Regions from separate parts of the Mus musculus genome. Here region 1 is linked to region 2. Evidence: chromatin contacts called from public promoter capture Hi-C data. All regions are on one chromosome and are shown on one strand. Each heading gives the region's core, a stretch centred on a gene start, on an enhancer-like site or on the middle of the called end of the contact. The rest is flanking DNA. Distances are from core to core; before and after follow the strand shown. Region 1 has its middle 26 kb from the start of Prr5. Region 2 holds the start of Tspo (translocator protein).

Region 1 (5,300 bases), core at 980-3,479, 1.1 Mb after region 2:
GTACACACTTGTAGTCTTAGGCCTTGGGAAGCTGGAGGTAAGAGGATCAGGAGTTCAAGACCATCCTTGGCTCCCTAAGGAGTTCCAGACTAGCCTTGGATACATAAGACTCTTCTCAAAAGGAGTTAGAGGCACTGGAGAGGTGGGTCTATGTTTAAGAGCACTGACTGTTCTTGCAGAGGACTGGGATTTAGGTCCTAGCACTCATGTAACAGCTTACAACTCTCTCTAACTCCAGTTCCAGAGATCTGATACCCTCTTCTGACCTCCACAGGCACCAGGCACACAAGTGGTACACAGACATACATGCAGGCAAAATACTCATACACACAAAATTTTATATATACATATACACACATATATGTAAATATATAAACACACACACAAACACACACACATACATATGAAAATGGCAGGGCATGGGGGTATACATCTTCAAACCCAGAACTTAGGAGATAGAAACAGACAAATTGGGCTGGAGAGATAGCTCACTGACTGTTCTTCTAGAGGTCCTGAGTTCAATTCCCAGCAACCATATGGTGGCTCACAACCATCTGTAATGGGATCCGATGCCCTCTTCTGGTGTGTCTAGAGACAGCTACAAAGTGCTCATATAAATAAAATAAATCTAAAAAAAAAGAAAAGAAACAGACAGATCCCTATGTGTTTGTGGCCAGCCTGATCTATCTAATGAGTTCTAGGTCAGTCAAGCTTACCCTAGTAAAATCCTGTCTCAAAAAACAAACAAACAAACAAACAAACTTTAAATGCCACATTTCTCTGGGGCCACTAAGAAAGGCCAGTGTAAGAAAGGGTACAAGGATGGAGGTCCAAAGAAAATCAAGCAAAGCCCAGAAACTCCAGATCTGAGCAAGGCTCATCCCATGTAGGAGACAAAACGAAGGCTTTGGATGAAGAGCTAACCGGGTGTGAAGACACACAGGCTGTCAGGTAGACGGAGGTCTGGGGGTTCCCTTGTGGGGCATCTCCTTCCCCATCCCCGGGTTTTAAGCAGTGCAGTGGCAGAGGGTAAGATGGGGCCTAGAATTCAGAAACAGAGCTGGGAGTCCCGCAGGGTTATGAGTTTTCATGCTCTTAGATTCCAGGAATCCGCTCAGTCGAAAGGTGAAGAATCCAGTGTAGCGACCTCCTCAGCCACACAGCCAGCTCAGCCCTTCTGTGCCAGGGCTGGGGAGGGCTGACTGAGGACATGAGGCTCCGCTCAGAGGAGAGCCCAGGCTAATGAAAGTCTTTATCTGGCTCAACTTGGCTCAGCTAAACCCTGACCATCAAGTAGGCATTATAGGCTCTGCAATAAAATAGATAAAGAAGAGGCGGGGTGTGGGGGTGCTATCTGGAAATCAAAGTCAACCTGAACTACATGTGACCCTATCCCAAGAAATCAAAATAGAGTACCCCCGCCCTCTGGTTTTTCCAAGACAGGGTTTCTCTTGTAACCTTGGCTGTCCTGGACAGGCAGATAGAGTTCAAGGCTAGCCTGGTCTACAGAGTGAGTTCCAGGACAGTCAGGGCTACATAGAAAACCCCTGTCTTGAAAAAGGAAAGAAAGAATTCTAGGGTTATGGATATATAACCATCTAAGCCATCACACAGAATCTATAACTTTGTGAGGATCTCAAGCAACCCAAGATAGCTTTGACTCTGCTCTATAACCAAGAAGGACTTTGAACTCCTGGTCGGTGCTGGGACCCTACCTGGTTTTATGCCATGCTGTGGGTGGAACTTGGGGCTTTGTGTGTGCTAGACGAGTATTCTACCAACGGAGCTACAGCCCCAGCCCCAGAATTAAAAAAAAAAAAAAAAATTTTAAGGACAAATGTCTTCAATAGATGCAAAAACGAATAATCCTCAAACAAATTAAAAAAAAAAAAGGGATACCCCACCAACCGGTAAAGAAATTCCAAGAACGTATAGACTAACGTCACAGTAAATCGGAAGCTTTCTCCAGCAGCCCGGCATAAGACATGGATCTCGGCTCTCCCCATTCCCCCCTTGATCCGGAAGCGCTAAACAGCCTGTATGTTGCTCGCGTAGGAAACCTAGAAGCGTTCTACAGAGCCCTGGCTCTGTGGATAAAGCACCGAACGGACCCGTTGAAAGGTCTGGGATGCTGACGGCAGGCTGGCTGCAGGCTCTCCAAGAAGCCAGCCATCTCAGGCCAACTGCGCCTGTGCTGACTCTACATGGAAACCTGAGAGCAGCCGCGGAAGGACAGATTGCTGGCAGGATGCCAGACCACAGCCTTCGTCACTAATCCCACCCTGGGACACAGGATGTGGATGAGTGGGGGGAGGCGGGGCGGGGCGGGGGATGGGGCAGCTGCCTGCCGGGCTTTCTGAGTGTGCATGGAGGAGGGAGCTTAGACTCTTTATCATCAAGTTCTATGTCTTGGGGTGGGGGAGGAAGAGTTGCCGGCCAGAGCTGTTCCCATGGGGATGAAGGAAAGGTGCCCATCCTGGAACCAGGGTCCTGATCTCCTCATCCTCTCAGGCTCTTCTGTGGGGACCCAGGGTGGACACTCACTGGCAGGGCAGCTGAGGACTGCAGGATGACACTTTCCCAGGAACTGTAAATCTGTGAGCCTGCTGTTGAGGGAGACTTTCCCTCAGCTCTCCCTAGCGGACAGAAGCAACCCAACCCCTATGGTAGCAGTTCCCAGGCTATGGGGGGAGGGGAAGTCGCATTGCAGATATCCTGCATAGCAGATATATTCCATTACGGTTCATAGCAGTAGCAACATTACAGTTATGAAAATTTAAGTTAAGCATCAACAAAGCAATCTTAAGGTTGGGGATGACCACAATGTGAAGAACGAAATAGAAAGGCCACGGCGCTAGGAAGGTTGAGAACCACCGCATGGGCTTCCAACATCACAACCTTGATCATAGCAACTGGCAGAATTAGCGTTTAGGCCTCGCTCACCCTGCTCTTCAGCCCTGCCCTTCAAGCTCTTCCGAGCAACTGGGAGTCCTTCTGCATTCCAACCCCAGCTTCCCAGCTGCAAGGCTTCCCTGTGGGCTTGTTACTCAAGTTAAGGTCTGGGCCCTGGCAGCCCCCCCAACAAGCCAAGCTCAGCAAACTGTCCTCGACAAGCCAATTAAAGACAAGCAACACGCAGAGAGGAGAAAATAGGAAGTTTATTCAACATAGCCATGTTGGGAAGGTGAACGCAGAGGCCCAGGGACTGCTTCCTACTCAAGGCCATCTTCTGTGTCCTAACAAGATATTTAGGCTGACATAAAGGGGAAGAAGTGTGCATAGCCAGGCAGTCCTGGTCCAAGCGGGGCCCCGCCTACCATCATTGTCTGCGTCTAGTCTCTTCTGCAAGGTGGTCTGATAAACTATGAGGACCGTGCAGAATCTCTTCCTAGGATGCAAGCTCCTCCTTGGGTCAGCTCTAGGAGTCAGCTTTGTTCTTTTCCCAGTGTGAAACCCCTGGGAATATCAATATCCCAGAATCGTGGGGTGCATTATCTCCATAGTCTGACAGCCAAGGGGAGGGGCTCATGAGTCTGTTCGGAATAGTTTTTATCCTGACAGATTGTCACAAGCTCAAGGGTAGACGTGGGGGTGCGGGGGGCAATGTGGAAGCCTTCAGAAGTCCTGGGCCTCTGAGGAGTTGCTCGAAATATGACATTTGGCTTGTGTTAGAAGGGAAAAGCTTCCTGGTATGAGCTCATCTGGGTGCAGTTCCTTCAGCTGCACCCCAAGATGGAGCCATGTTGCTCAAAATTCCTCACTGGAGGAAATATATGAATAATATCTATCTCTCCCTCCTCACAAGCTCCCAATGACAATTCATGGGTGTATGAAGCACAGGGGACCCCAGCCCATCCCCACTGAGCAGTCTACACTCAACATGGATGATAGCCACTCTGTGTCTGTGAGGAGGGAACATTTTCCCCTTGCATGGGGTTTGGGGTTTTGTTTGTCAACTTGACATACCCTAGAGTTATTCTGCATGAGGGAGACACAATTAAGAAAATGCCTCCATCAAATCTGGCCTGGAGACAAGTCTGTTGGACATTTTCTTGATAGATGATTGAGGTGGGAGGGGCCAGACCTCTGTAAGTGCTGCCACCTCAGGCAGGTGCCCCACCCCCCACCCCCGGTTGTATAAAGAGCAGGCTGAACAAGCCATGGGGAGCAAGCTAGTAAGCAGCAGCCCTCCATGGCCCTGCTGCCATTCCTGCCTCCAGGTTCCTGACCAACTTACCTTCATGGTGGACCACAGGTGTAAGCTGAAATACACTCTTTCCTCCCCAAGTTGCTCTATAGGTCATGGTGTTTATCCCATCAACAGGAAACTAACTAGGACAGAAACTGGCTCCGGAGTCATGGGGTACCGCTGTGACAGACCTCACTATGTCGTTCTGGGGATAACCCTGTGTTTGTTTGGAACTACAAGTTAGAAAAGTCATTCAGGGCTCAGAGCTTACCTGGACCTTGCAAGGTAGGAATGCTGAAAGCAATGTAAGACGGCAGAGGCCTGACTGCCAAGTATTCCAGGGAAGGTTGAGAGTCCCTCAAAGATTCTATTGGGGCTGTTCATATGATATATTTAACTTAAGCATCTGTTGTTTTGGACTAGAATGATAACTCCGTGGTTAAAATCACGGCTACTCTTCCAGAAGACCCAGGTTCAATTCTCAGCACCTACATGATGCCTAACAACGATTGGTTCTAGGGACTCCAGAACCCTCTTCTGGCCTCTGGCAGTACTGCATGCATGTGGCACACAGACATATATGCAGGCAAAACACCCATACATGTAAAAATGAAAATAGATAAATCTTCAAAAAGGAGAGAGAGAGTTTTTCTGGTTAGCTGAGGTTGAAAAAATCAGCTGCAATTAACAAGAGACCAGAGTGCCCCATTCTTCCACAGCCTGTATACTCTAGACCCTTCCTGAGATCCCAAGGCCACCTGCAGTTAGGGTAGAATCGCATACAAGAAGCTGGATATTTAGCTGAAGGGTCTAGCATCCATCCCTGTCCTATCTTTTTAGAACGGCAATGGTCAACAAGCCCATCTGTGATGACCTTTTGCAAGCAGACACAGCTGTTCTTATGGAAACGGTGGTTGTCTTATTCAGAGAATGCTGTTTTACCTTCAGAGCCCAAGGGAGAACCCAGAAGTTTCAGAGAGACACAGCCAGAGACTTCTCTGGCCTGGAAGCAGAAGGTAGAGTCTCAGATCTAGCTAAACCCTGGGATCCCACGGGTCCTTTGCTCCTCTCACCAATATGGGCACAGGTGAGATATGCAAGTGTGGATCGC
Region 2 (5,130 bases), core at 2,003-4,502:
AATGCTAAACATTTCAGAAGGAAAACCCCGACGTCACGGATGTTCCAGAAGAGCGAACCCCAACTACTGAACAACAATCACCCACAGGCTTATTTTTTTTCTTTGATGATGATGATGATGGTGGTGGTGGTGATGATGATGGTGATCATCAGGCTTTTTCTGGATAGGGTTTCTCTGTGTATCTCTGGCTGTCCTGGAACTAGCTTTGTAGACTAGGCTGGCCTTGAACTCAGAGATCCACCTGCCTATCTCCTGATGCCCAGCTTTTGTACATTTTTTTTTTTAAAGATTTATTTATTTATTATATGTAAGTACACTGTAGCTGTCTTCAGACACCAGAAGAGGGAGTCAGATCTCATTACAGATGGTTGTGAGCCACCATGTGGTTGCTGGGATTTGAACTCTGGACCTTCGGAAGAACAGTCGGGTGCTCTTACCCACTGAGCCATCTCACCAGCCCTGTACATTTTTTAAATTGGGATAAGACATCCAAGGACTCCCATGCATCTAAGAAAAGCCTCTGATGGGCAGAAAAGAAAGCTAACATATAGATTTTGGAAGCTGAGGAAAGAAGAAAACAACAGTTTTTAAATATTAACTTTAGGGCCAGTAAGACGGCTCTGTGGGTAAGGGTGCTTGCTACTAAGCCAGAAACCCTGAATTTGGTCCTTGGAACCTACATGATGGGAGGAGAAAACCACATCTGGCAAGCTCTCCACTGACCTCATGTACAAAATAAATGAATGTTACAAAAAGGTAATTAAAAGAATATCACTGATCTCTTCAGGAGGTAGGACAGTGGGGTTCTGAGATAAAAATGGGCAGTGATTGACAGCAAACGGCTGGGCAGAATTGAAACCCTCAGTGGAGTCCAGAAGAAACCACTGGGGGGAGGGGGAGGACTAAAGAAGGGAAACAGAAGAACTAAGCAAGAACAGAGAGCGAGAAGAGCAACACGGGAAGTCCAGGGCCTTGAGTGACAGGCATTCCAGAAAGAGAAGTGAGGAAACGAAAGACGAGAAACTGTTAAAAAAAAAAAAAAATTCAGGTCTGAAAAGTAACAATGAGGCCTTCCACACTGTCAGGGCTGTGGAAGCCAGGCATGATGGTGCATGTCTGTATCCCCAGCACTTGAGAAGTCAGGATCATGGGTTCAAAGCCAGCCTGGATTATACAGGAGACTCCAAAAATAAAGATTAAACAAAAATGGGAGCTGGAGAAATGGCTCAGCAGTTAGGAGTACTAGCTGCTCTTCCAGAGGAGCTGGGTTCAATTCTTACAACCATCTGTTTGTTTGTTTGTTTGTTTGTTTGTTTGTTTGTTTGTTTTGAGACAGGGTTTCTCTGTGTAGCCCTGGCTGTCCTGGAACTCACTCTGTAGACCAGGGTGATGTCGAACTCAGAAATTCACCTACCTCTGCCTCCCAAGTGCTGGGATTAAAGGTGTGCGCCACCACGCCCAGCTCTCACAACCATCTCTTAACTTTAGTTCTAGGATGTCCAAGGCCCTCTTCTGACCTCTGTGGGCACCAGGCACAGACATGGTACGCATACATATATGTGGTAAGATACCCACACGTGTAAAACAAAAAATAAAAAGGTCAGGTCCTTTGATTGCTGGCTCAGTGGACTAAGTTTAAACTCACATAGGAGGCTGTGCTTGTAAAATTTCAAATCTTTGCAGCCCAAATTTACATCCACAGGCTGTAGCAAGAAGGTAGTAGCAACAACAGTCGAGTGCGCCAGAGATGTATACAGTTGCATACTGATGTCATAACACACAGCATGAGGCCGCTGGACCACAACCCACTTCCAAGGATCTGAAGGACAGAGGGACTCTGGCAAGAGCTCTAGGAGGACTAGCCAACCTAGACAAAATGAGCCACTGAGAGGGAAGATGCTTCAGTTAGTTTTCTGTTTCTATCACTGAATGACATACTGGGCCATTTATATAGAGTACAAGTTACCGTCCTCAGGGTTGTAAAGTTCAAGGTCAGAAGCTGCATCTCACAAGAGCCTCCTTGCTGGTGGAGACTCTCTACAGAATCCAAGGGATGTAGGGCTTCATCTGACAAGAGGGGCCCTATCCGAGAACCTGCACTGGCTGGCTTTGATACCAGACCTACACTCAGGATAACCGATGGATCTATTCCTGAATGAATCGTGAATGGATAGGGGCCACACCGTGAATCCTTGGGACATAGTCACCTCAAGGTCCACCTGGTCCCACTTGGTTTCACCTCTTGATTCTTCACAACGGGGACTAAATTTCCACCATAGATCCCCTCCCCCAGCTCCCTCTCCCCCTTCCCGGTGACAGTCAATCCTTTGCAAATACACAATAGGACGTGAAACCTATCCAGGAGGCAGACAAGGGTACGCCAGAGGGGCGCAGAGAGACTGAAAAGCTGTAGGCACGTACAAGGCATGTAGAGCCGTTGCCGCAGGGATTGGCAAGGCTGCAGAGGTGTGCTGAGAGATGTCTCAATCAGACCGCCTTCGGCTGCTGTGCTGCTGGTTAAGAACAGGAAGCCCGGGACTGGGACGATACCTTAGTGGGTCGCATGCTCACCTTTACCTTGCAGACACCAGGATCTGAGTTTCATTTCCAGAACCTGTGTTAAAACCCTGGGTATAGTAGTACACAGTTATAATCCCAGGGCCCAGGAGGTTGAAACAGGCAGATTGGTGGGGCTCCTTGCCCAGCCAGCCTACTCTAATTGACTCACAGGAAGAGGTTGAGGGCTGCCAGCAAGTGGGTGTGGCCAGGCATAGCGCCTAGGGCCTTACTAACACAAGAGGCAGAAAGCGGTTAGTTTTGTTTTCCTTTATTTTGGGCAGTGCTGGGGATTGAAACTCAGGGGCCTTTGCGTGCACAGAAAGTACTCCACAATGGAACTATATCCCAAGTCCCTCATTAAAACAAACAAACAAATAAACAAACAAACAAAAAACACAAAATACGGATAAGATGATAGGTAGAATTCAGCCAGGCACAGTGGGGGGGGGGGGGGGAATATAATACGCAGCTCAGACTGACTGCGAGCTCACTGTCATCCTCCTGTCTCGGTGTGAAATACAAACATGTGCCACCTCTGTGGCATTCGTTGTCTGCCTGTCTGCGATGCATCTCTCCCCTCTGTGTCCAGGCCCACGATGAGGAGAGAAAAAAAGAGGGGTGCCTGGTTGAGGGCGGGCCTGGGAAGGCAGGGTGCCTCCGGGTGCGGCGCAGGGCGGGGCGGGGCGAGGCGGGGTCAGCGGCTACCAACCTCTGTGCGCAGTGTCCTTCACGGAACAACCAGCGACTGCGTGAGCGGGGCTGTGGGTACGTGAGACCCTGACGGCGGGGAGCCAAAAGGGAAACTGAGGCCAGGTCCAAGCGGGAGGGACTCCTCCCGAGGATGTGCTGCTGAGGCTGAGGGTGTTTGGCCTTTGGGGACAGCGGCCAATGTCCTGTGCCTACCTCGGTGAGGCAGGAGTTGGCTGCTGCAGCTGGAGGCAGCTGGGCGGGAAGAGGAGATAGCCTCTGGCTGCTGGGAATCCTGCTTCCCCTGCAGAGGAGTTCTGGGATCCGTGGGAAACCGAGACTATGCAAAGCCCAGGAGCCAGGATTTGAGCGGCAGCTGCCTAAGCCTGCTTTGAGATCAAAGCCTGCATGTGTGGTGTGGACGCTTCTCCTGCGTAGTGATTTGTGAACTTGGGTACTGCGTGTGTGTGCCTGGCCGTCTCAGGGCTGAGACCCGCCAGCGTCTAGAAACTCTTGATAGTGGTAGGTACCTGAGGGGTGAGGCCGACAGACAGCAGGCTTGCTTTTTAAGCTTTTCTCTGATCGGAGTTTTCGGCTTCTGTTTGTGTTCCCCTTGTTAGGGGGTTGTGCAAGCGGCGCCTTGAAAGCCAGTTTTGTTTGATAAAGTTGCCACTCCGCCACGCCATTTCCCCACACCCCAGACCTCATGGTGACCAGTTCCTGCCGGTCCTAACTGACCTGTTGCTGGCGCGATGATTACTTTCAGAATGAGAAAAGCTGGCAAAAGGTATAAGGAGGATTTGCAAGTTCGTTAAAAACAAAAAGTCCTAAAATTCCTCGGGACAGAAACGGCTTTGCTGGAAGGAAAGCTCAAGGATGGGAGGAGCTTCACGCAGTGGACGGAAGAGGGCGTGGCCGGCTCCCTTCTGTTTCTGGGTCATAGTCTCTAGGGAAGCCCCAGGGCAACAGGTACCCCAGGCCCATTGGCTCTGACCTAGCTTCACAGATAGCAGCCTAGGAGAAGGAGGGCTCAGGCATCCTTTCTGGCTGTCCTACTAAGAGGTGGGGCCCGAAGCTCTATGGAGTGATGGTGCTAAGTATGGAGAGGGCGATGCTGTTGGCCTGTGTCCATCAGACACTGAGAAGAGAGACAGCCTGTGGACCTGATCCTTGCCCAGGGCATTGTATCCCAAGGGAAGGTGACCGAGAGTGGCCGAGTGTCATTGTGGATGTAGAGATACCAACCTGGAATGTTCTACAGTTTCCCCATCAGTTTCTTTCTTTCTTTCTTTCTTTCTTTCCTTTCTTTCCTTCTTTTTTTTTTAAAGATTTATTTATTTATTATATGTAAGTACACTGTAGCTGTCTTCAAACACCAGAAGAGGGCATCCGATCTCATTACAGATGGTTGTGAGCCACTGTATGGTTGCTGGGATTTGAACTCAGGACATCTGGAAGAGCAGTCAGTGCTCTTAACCCCTGAGCCATCTCTCCAGCCCCATATCAGTTTCTTTACCTGGAAGGTGACACTAGCAATAAACCCTTTCTGGGGACTGTGGATCAAAGAGAGGTGGCTGACCCCTGCCCTGTGGCTGCTGTGGGGAGTACATGAAGGTTTGACTGAGTGAGTGAGTGCCTTTGAGTAAGGCTTGGCTCCTTTACTGAGGCCCTGGGGTGGTGACCATCGAGAAGGCCTACTACCATACTCTCCTCTGTCTAGTCCTTATTCTTCTGTCCAAGATGCTCTCTGGAAATGAAAAGGTAGCCATCTCCTCCTCCCCTAGAGGAAGCAGCTGAGTGGTCCCTGAACTGATAGTCACAACCCTGGGTGGAGTTTTCCAGGGAGGTCTTGGTGTTCTGTCCTTCCTTCCTGGAACACCCCAA

What was found. Promoter capture Hi-C pulls out the DNA fragments that hold promoters and counts their contacts.
Region 1: a contact with region 2 is called in a promoter capture Hi-C map of hippocampal neurons, with 5 times the contacts expected there. The contact joins the enhancer-like site here to the promoter of Tspo in region 2. A contact is called at or near these places in 9 of 39 promoter capture datasets (the 3T3-L1 cell line, 3T3-L1-derived adipocytes, embryonic stem cells and 4 more) and 2 of 115 datasets of contacts at active chromatin or transcription factors (embryonic forebrain and pancreatic cancer cells).

Annotation. Positions count from the first base shown.
Region 1 is chr15:84,652,157-84,657,456 of GRCm38.p6, forward strand. No RefSeq gene overlaps it. Among named protein-coding and RNA genes, the nearest start is that of Prr5, 26 kb to the right of the region's middle. Within about 2 kb of position 2,230, at least 223 of the 459 cell types and tissues checked have an H3K27ac peak or open chromatin away from gene starts, as enhancers often do. A contact at or near this core is called in 3T3-L1-derived adipocytes, embryonic forebrain, embryonic stem cells and 3 more, where this site is marked.
Region 2 is chr15:83,560,321-83,565,450 of GRCm38.p6, forward strand. Tspo (translocator protein) reads left to right here and starts at 3,253. Exons shown (of 4, transcript NM_009775.4): 1 at 3,253-3,324.